Regions from separate parts of the Mus musculus genome. Here all the other regions are linked to region 1. Evidence: chromatin contacts called from public Hi-C data. All regions are on one chromosome and are shown on one strand. Each heading gives the region's core, a stretch centred on a gene start, on an enhancer-like site or on the middle of the called end of the contact. The rest is flanking DNA. Distances are from core to core; before and after follow the strand shown. Region 1 overlaps Esr1 (estrogen receptor 1 (alpha)). Region 2 overlaps Syne1 (spectrin repeat containing, nuclear envelope 1). Region 3 overlaps Syne1 (spectrin repeat containing, nuclear envelope 1).

Evidence for each region. A called contact is a pair of places that touch in the nucleus more often than the background predicts.
Region 2: a Hi-C map of uterus shows a contact between it and region 1, with 6 times the contacts expected there. The contact joins two enhancer-like sites.
Region 3: a contact with region 1 is called in a Hi-C map of uterus, with 3 times the contacts expected there. The contact joins two enhancer-like sites. A contact is called at or near these places in 1 of 15 datasets of contacts at CTCF or cohesin (the NIH/3T3 cell line) and 2 of 484 Hi-C or Micro-C datasets (both in uterus).

What each region holds. Positions count from the first base shown.
Region 1 is chr10:4,731,278-4,733,867 of GRCm38.p6, reverse strand. All of the region lies in intron 2 of Esr1 (estrogen receptor 1 (alpha)), which reads right to left. Among named protein-coding and RNA genes, the nearest start is that of Esr1, 22 kb to the right of the region's middle. Within about 2 kb of position 1,312, at least 13 of the 459 cell types and tissues checked have an H3K27ac peak or open chromatin away from gene starts, as enhancers often do. A contact at or near this core is called in uterus, where this site is marked.
Region 2 is chr10:5,138,189-5,140,778 of GRCm38.p6, reverse strand. The region is part of intron 106 of Syne1 (spectrin repeat containing, nuclear envelope 1); the gene reads left to right. Among named protein-coding and RNA genes, the nearest start is that of Gm51757, 190 kb to the left of the region's middle. Within about 2 kb of position 1,273, at least 16 of the 459 cell types and tissues checked have an H3K27ac peak or open chromatin away from gene starts, as enhancers often do. A contact at or near this core is called in uterus, where this site is marked.
Region 3 is chr10:5,109,673-5,112,262 of GRCm38.p6, reverse strand. Syne1 (spectrin repeat containing, nuclear envelope 1) reads left to right here. Exons shown (of 146, transcript NM_001347711.1): 117 at 755-888; 118 at 1,228-1,432. Among named protein-coding and RNA genes, the nearest start is that of Gm51757, 220 kb to the left of the region's middle. Within about 2 kb of position 1,307, at least 31 of the 459 cell types and tissues checked have an H3K27ac peak or open chromatin away from gene starts, as enhancers often do. A contact at or near this core is called in uterus, where this site is marked.

The DNA of each region.
Region 1 (2,590 bases), core at 63-2,562:
GTGTAGCCACAGCTGGCCTTAAATTTGTGCCAATCCTCCTGCCTCTGCCTCCTATGTGTTCGAATAACAGGTATGCCTCGCTATACCCAGTTTGGAAAACTTTAACTCACAAGCACATAGAAAATGATGTGCCATTAATGCTCACAGGTAAGAGTTCTAAAAGTCTTTATGCACAAAGCAAATTAGCATTCTCCATTCAAAAGTAAGGCTCTTTGTGAAATGTCAAGAGGTTTTTCCACTCACTTAAGAAAAATGTCTTCACCCCAAAATACAAGCAAGTGTTGATTTTCCACACTAATGGGAAACAAGAGTCGCCTGGTCTCAAGTTCCCTGAAAAATCCCATTTGCTCAATATCTTTTTATCTTTTTGTCACTTACTAATGTGTAACCAAATGACCCAATTTGAGTTTCATCACCTGCCCTTTCTCACTCACACCAATCTGTTATAAGCGCTAATGAATGGTAAGGTCCAGAAGCCCAAAGAGGCAAGAATCAGGCTGTGCAGAGGACACTAAGGAGGTAAAGTAATAGAGGGGGAGTGGCAGCTTGACTCTGCACCATCCTCTTCAAAGAGTTAAAAAGTCTGATTTCCAGTCTAATCTCCACAGGCACTGTGATGTATGTTAGAGGAATACATTTGTGTTTGTGCTGGATTATTAAGAAATCCACTCACCTATTGACAGCCCTGAGGGGAAAGCTGTGGACGACAAGCCAGCAGTGGACAGAGATAGGAAGTAAAGGGAAAGGGGGAACAGGAGAGGCAGAGAATATGAAAGAGACAGCGAGAAGCATCTGCCTCGGGAAGCAGGTCATGGAATCCTGAGAGCCTGGGTGCCTGGGTAAATGCACACAGGCAGAGTCCTGTGTGAGAGCTTAGGCACTCACCACCAATGACCCCAAACAGCCCCTTTTAATCACTGGCCTCCTGCCTGCTCTTGAGGGCGAACTATAAATTGTTTTATTTATAATCCCACCGAGGAGAGAGAATCAATATGTCATCACATAAAAGTTCACACAAGCATGTCCAGAATTGCAAATGGGAATTTTTGCATTTTAAAAAAAAATCATTTGGGAACCTGATGTCATCAGAGAGTCTGTGGCTGCAAATGTGACCAACTTCCAGATGCAGCAAGAAGGACAATGGACTGGGATGACCAAGTTCTAGTCAAAGTTGTCAAGGTCTAGACAGAAACCTATCCAATAACAGCTGTACAACATAAGCAAACCTCCCTAAACCTCGTTCTATCTTTAAAATGGGAGGTTACAACTGTGTTTCCTAAATGCCTTCTGGCACCACATGTGTGTGAGTGAGCTTCTCTCCCATGGATCTGACCAGCAGGAACAGCTGCAGCCAGCTAGGATTTATTCAATGAGCCCCAGGAGAGTACAGCCCATTTCTCAGAACTCTTTCCTAAGAGTAACAGAGTGCATACGAGAGCTTTGGAGGAGAGGGGAATGTCACAGTTAAGTCTTCTTGTGACTCCTCCAACCAGGGATGACACCACCACCCAGGCCAACACAGGTGACTGTCAGGAAGAACCATTCTGTTAGCCACTGATAATAAGACTGACTCTGACATGGGTCACTTTAGCAATAGGAGGCAAGACAAGGAAACTAAACCTGAAGGGAAGGATGGCATGAAGAAGGAAGGAAGGGATCCATCCGGGTCACATGGTTAGTAACTTCTAAAGACTCAGAGAGAGTGGTTCAGAAAATCCTGCTAAATAGGTGTGACCTACCAAGCTCTGTTTTTATATAGTTTTCTCTTGCATATAGGGACTTTGAGAAGGCCATGGGGCCCTTGTCGGGCCACATTTACTATCTAACCTCTCAGTCTTTAAAGGACTACAACAGAGCATGTACTACAACAGAACAGAATCCCAGTGAAATACATTCAGCAGACTGACTGGCTGCCTCATGTATAGGATCCCAGAGTGAATCTGGAGCTCTGTGCATCACTGTGCAGTGGAATTGAGCAGGAGGTGAAGCTGCGGCAGACTGCCATCGAGTCTGAATGGCTGACGTGCACTCTGGGCTCACAAGCCCTAAGAAAGGATGTTCCCATCAGGACAACAACAAGAGCCCAGGCATTCAGTGCGAGAAACAGCAGTTAATTGTGACAGAACTGTGACATGTGCAACTGGAGGGCAAAAGGGACACTGGGGACATGAACTTGAAAAAAAGGTTGAGATGTTCTTTAAAAACACATTGTTTTTCCTAAGTTGCAGAGATAATCATCACAAGTCCACACATCAGGCCAACCTTCACGCACTGTGACATCTAACTAGTAAGCCATGTGCGTGCCTCTCTACAGGTGACACCATCTATCTGTAAACAGTTCCTGGTTACACTGGAGTGCCTCACTATGTCTTCTGAGAATCAAGCAGGACTGTTTTTGTTATTGTTATGCCAACAGGGAAACATGATTTTTCCCCCTTTGAACTTGATTTTGGTAGAGACTGTAGGAAAGACCAAGGAAGCATAACTTTGAATGTTTAGTCTCGACTTCCACATCTACGAGAACTCTTTGTGCCTGCCTCCAGGTGCCACAGGACCTGGTCTGTGACTCTGTAAAGACTGGGCTTTGCCA
Region 2 (2,590 bases), core at 24-2,523, 410 kb before region 1:
GCACATTCTCAGGCCCTTACATAGAGGGGTTCGGTATTTCAACCAAATATGCCTGGGTTTTATGCGCTATACTTGTATAATTACACTTCTAAGTGGTCTATTGACATTTGTTCAAATCCCCTAGCATCTAGAGTAAAGAAAAATGGTAATGGGTATTTTTATAACAAGTATAATCAGTAATTTTACTCATTAGTTCTCCATAAATATTAACCCAACTCTCACCATATATGAACTTTAATCAAGGAAAAACTCAAAGCCTTTCCTTAGTGGGACTCAGATTGCTTTTATTCTCTCTCTCTCTCTCTCTCTCTCTCTCTCTCTCTTTTTCTTTTTAAAAGACAGGATCTCATGTAGCTCAAGCTAGCCTCATATAGCTAAAGGTAACCTTGAACTTCGAATCCTCCTGCCTTCACCTTCTGAGATCTGGAATTAAAGGTACATGCAACTAAGTTTATATGGTCCTGAGGATAGACCCCAGGACTTGGTGCATGTGAGACATAAAAGCTCTACCAACTGACCCTATTGTTAGCTACATTCTTAACTCAGTTTCCCCCTGTGTATTTGTTAGGGCCTCTTGCCATCTTGCCCCAGGTGCTCTCTCTCCCCGTCACTGTCCTGGCATAGACTCCTCACTCCACGCTGGGAATACAGGGCTGCCCACTCTGTTTTGGTGTCTGTTACTTGCGTCATTCAGACCTCCTGGCCCTTAAGCACATTCTCCTGTAGTTGCTGTTGGCCTCCAAGATTTTCCTGGGCTTGACCAGAACTTTTACCACGCAATCAGGCTTGGGAACCCAGAGATTGCTTCATCAGTGTGCTTCCAAATGGAGCTCAGGTTCATTACTCCTTAGTGAATAAATAAATATATATTCAACACACACACACTCACACATTCCTATCATAATACATTTTAAGCAATGACTATGCAAAGCTTACCAGGCTACAAACTCAGCCTCCCAGGCTATGGGAATTCCCAGAAGAAAAACAAAACAGTCTCACTGAGTTTTAAATGATTAACAATCTACTGTTCTGTGGCTCTCTGGTGGGCTATTATTGTCAAATTGTTGGGGGAAGGGGACTATACTTTTTTGCTATTTTTCACCCAGAGATTTTCTGTCTAAAGAGTTGTATAATTTATTAAAGCCTTATCATTTGGCTATGAAAACATTGCTTTAAAGTTCACAGCTGTTTTCTCTCAAATCTGACCATAGCAATAAAAGATCGCTCTGAGTTATTCCAGAAGGGAGACTAGGATCAAGGAGCAATAGAATAACAGAAAAGATGCTCAGTTAGGAAAAAGTTTTAAGGGAGTAGACTCCAGCTGCCACTTGGGCTGCACAGGGGCCTCTTTGGTCATGGAAATGCTGCCAAAGCCAGAGCGGGAGGTAAGCTTGTGTTGAAAGCATGCTTGACTGTCAGTGCACATTTGGCTTAGTAGGTCTTTCCCAGCCATACGATCATTTCATCAACTGATGATTGGTTAAAATAATGGTTCTAAAATGGACTTGATGTCACAGGCTTGTGTTGTAATCCCAGCTACTTGGGAGATTGAAGCAGGAGCAATTTCAAGTTCAAGACTTACCTCAGCTAAAGAGAAAGTTGAGCAGGAGTGAATACATGAGTTTTATTTCAAAATAAACAACAAAACAGCATCATAGGCTGCTGGTATACCTCATGGGTAGAGTGGTTGCTTAATGCTCTTGGGCACTGATCTTGATTCCTGGCACAACAAAACAATTATGGTACTGTTGATGACGATCAACCTACCCTTTACTATCCAGTCTATGTTTTGTGGGAGACTTCTACAGCTTTGGTGGGGACAAACTTACAGTCATATAATAGGAATTAAAACCTCAACTCTGATTCCTGTCAGGGCCACCCCTGCCATCTTCCTTCTGATCCCAGTGGAGGCCTCTAAGGGCTCCAGAGTGCTCTCCATGCTCAGGGTTCCATCAGGCCTTCATCCTCAGCCAGGAGGCAGACCTGAAACCTAGACCCCTGGACACATTCACTGCCAGAGGAGAGTTGGCCTACAAGAAGAGTTCTCACCCCAGAACTCAGGAGGTGGATCAGAGCTCCAGACTGCTGGACACTTGCCCTGGAAGAGGAGAGCTTGCCTACAGAGAGTGCTCTGACCACTGGAACTCAGGAGACAGTTGGATTCTCAGGAGTGCTGACAGAGGCTAAAAGAATCAAAGGAGGATCAAGCTCTAACCAGAGACAGCTTGAACATTAAGACCAGAGATTTCCAGATGGTAAAAGGCAAACGTAAGAATTTTACTAACAGAAACCAAGAACACTGGGCATCATTAGAACCCAGTACGCCCACCACAACGAGTCCTGAATACCCCAACACACCCGAAAAGCAAGATTCGGATTTAAAATCATATCTCATGATGGTGGTAGAAGATCTTAAGAAGGGTATTAATAACCCACTTAAAGAAATACAGGAGAACACTGCTAAACAGGTAGAAGCCTTTAAAGAGGAAGCACAAAAATTCCTCAAGGAATTAGAGGAGAATACTGCTAAACCAGTAAAAGCTGTTAAAGAGGAAACACAAATATCCCTCAGGGAATTACAGGAGAACAC
Region 3 (2,590 bases), core at 58-2,557, 380 kb before region 1:
CATGACTCCTGACAGGGTCAAACAACCCTTTCACAAGGGTTGTGTAAGACCATCAGAAAACACATATTTACATTAAGTTTCATAATTGTAGCAAAAATTATACTTATGAAATAGCAATGAAAATAATTTTATGGTTGGGGGTCACCACAACATAAGGAACTATATTAAAGGGTCTCAGCATTAGGAAGGATGAGAAGTGGGCTAGACAAAAGTTATTAAATATGTGAGGTGATGGTCTGTTAATTAGATTAACTTAACCATCCTACAATATAAACAGATATGAATGTTTTTGAACACTTATTCAATTGTCCTATGGATATGTACAGTTACTTTCTGTGAGTTTTTTTTTTTTTTTTTAATGTAGACCTGGAAAATTCTTTGCATGAGGTAGAACTTAGAAGTGGTCCTCAGAAAAGCTGAGATTGGCTGTCTTCTTCATCAGTTACTGGGAGAACCACTCTCCGTGCTACTGACCTGGCACCCTTGTTTTGGCAAAAAGAGCCACAGTGTGGCAGACAGTGCCTGGACCGCTGCTACAGCATCTTCCCTAAGCAAGGACATCCTTCATGGGCTTCTAAAGAAGAGTCCATGTGCAGAAGGGGGCTCAGTTGCTGTGACTCTCCTCTCATGCAGTCACACGAACAGAACTATAAGAAGTTATCTTTTTAACAGCAGTGGAGTAGCACATGCCTGTCCATTTTAAACTTGCTCATTAGTTCCTGTTTGTCACCTGTGGTTCTCTTTCTTTGAGCAGAATCTTCATGATGAACTAGAAAAACAGGAAGGAGGCTTACAGAAATTTGGCTCTATCACCAACCAACTATTGAAGGAGTGTCACCCACCTGTGGCAGAAACCCTCTCCAGTACTCTGCAAGAAGTCAATATGAGGTATGGGACCAGCTACTCTTACAGCATTCTCAGCTGTAGATCTAAAGAGTCTACTCTACTAATGTTTTGGTTGTTTTTCTTTTTATAAACCGAATTTAATGAAAAATAACCACAAAGAAGACATTTAGGAAGGATCAGGACTTCCATAGTCCCAAGGATAGTTTTCATCCCCTTGGAATATGAATGTGACACATTAGCCTTTATTATGTTAAATAGACATGAGTCATTGTTTTGCTATGCCCATGTTCACATGAACCATGATGAAGACAAATAAAATAGTAAGTGATAGCCTTTGGTAAGAGATATGAGTCTGCCCTAAGTGCTCGCTGTTGCTTGCAGATGGAATAACTTACTGGAAGAGATCGCTGAACAGCTGCACTCCAGCAAGGCCCTCCTTCAGCTCTGGCAGAGATACAAGGACTACTCAAAGCAGTGTGCCTCTGCCATCCAGAGACAAGAGGAACAGACCAGTGTACTGTTGAAGGCAGCCACTAACAAGGATATCGCTGATGATGAAGTCACCAAGTGGATTCAGGATTGCAACGTATGTTCAGGGACTTGTTTGGGACTTGCCCAACCCGCTGGCCTTCAGTTTCATTGGTTTTGTAGGGCTAGTAGAGATGCATGTGAGCTTTGGGGCTATCTAAATCTGTGAGACAGTTTATCCCAAATTCATCACCCCATTAACTGAAGAGCCTAGTCTTACAGAGCCCTCCTGCATGTGTTTACAATTTGTGAGTTTCTTTCCCATTGTTTTATTTTTAAAAATGAGTTGCCTTTCCCACTTTTCCCTAGTGGGGTATAAATCTATGAGGGAAATGTAGGCTATCTGTTTGTACTGAAATAGTCACTGTAAGTTGCAACCACATGGGGGAAAAATCATGCCTTTAAAAAAAAAATCAACTGTTAAAGTTATCCACATTATTTAAAAAAAAAAATCATCCACTTAGATTTGTTATCTGCTGCAGTGCATCAGACAATAGCTGCATTCAGGTATTTAACAGCAGAGAGCAGCAGCTTGCTGCCACACATTTTAATAGCTTTTATATGATTCCCCTTTCCTCCATAGTTGCCAATAACCTACTTAGGGCTTTTGAGAAAGGCCTTCTCTTATTCCACCCATTATGGACCTCTTATTGTTTGTCCTTATTTGTCTTTATTTTAATGATCTTTGTTACAAAGATCTGCTTAAAAGCTTTCCCAAATCAGTTTATTAAAGTAGTCAAGTTATAAAACAACCCACATAAACTGAAGATTATACCTTCAGTCTAAATAAAGGTTTCAAGCGGCAGGGTTATTGTTTACAATAAAGATAACCTTCGTTTTGGTTGGCATTTTTTTTGTCTTTATAAGAGCAGTCATTTTCAGTGTTTCAGAACCAAGACACATGTTGTTATCTGTGTCAAGGTTAAAGGTGCCCTTCGTTCTTCTCTGAAAGGAAACTCACTGTTCAGGCACAGCAGGATCCAGCCGCCATCTTGTGCAGATGGAACCCCAATTGCCATCAGGAGCAGAAGTCCTTTGTAATCTGTTACTATTCCATAGGACCCAGAAACAGGGAACCCCCACTGGCTCACAGTTATGGGCATATGGTTGGGTTTCATAAAGTACAGGCTGGAGATGCCACGGAGAGAGAGGTGGAGAAGGTCCTTAGCTCTGTCCACCTGAGCCATCTCTGACCTCCACACCCCACCAGCACCCG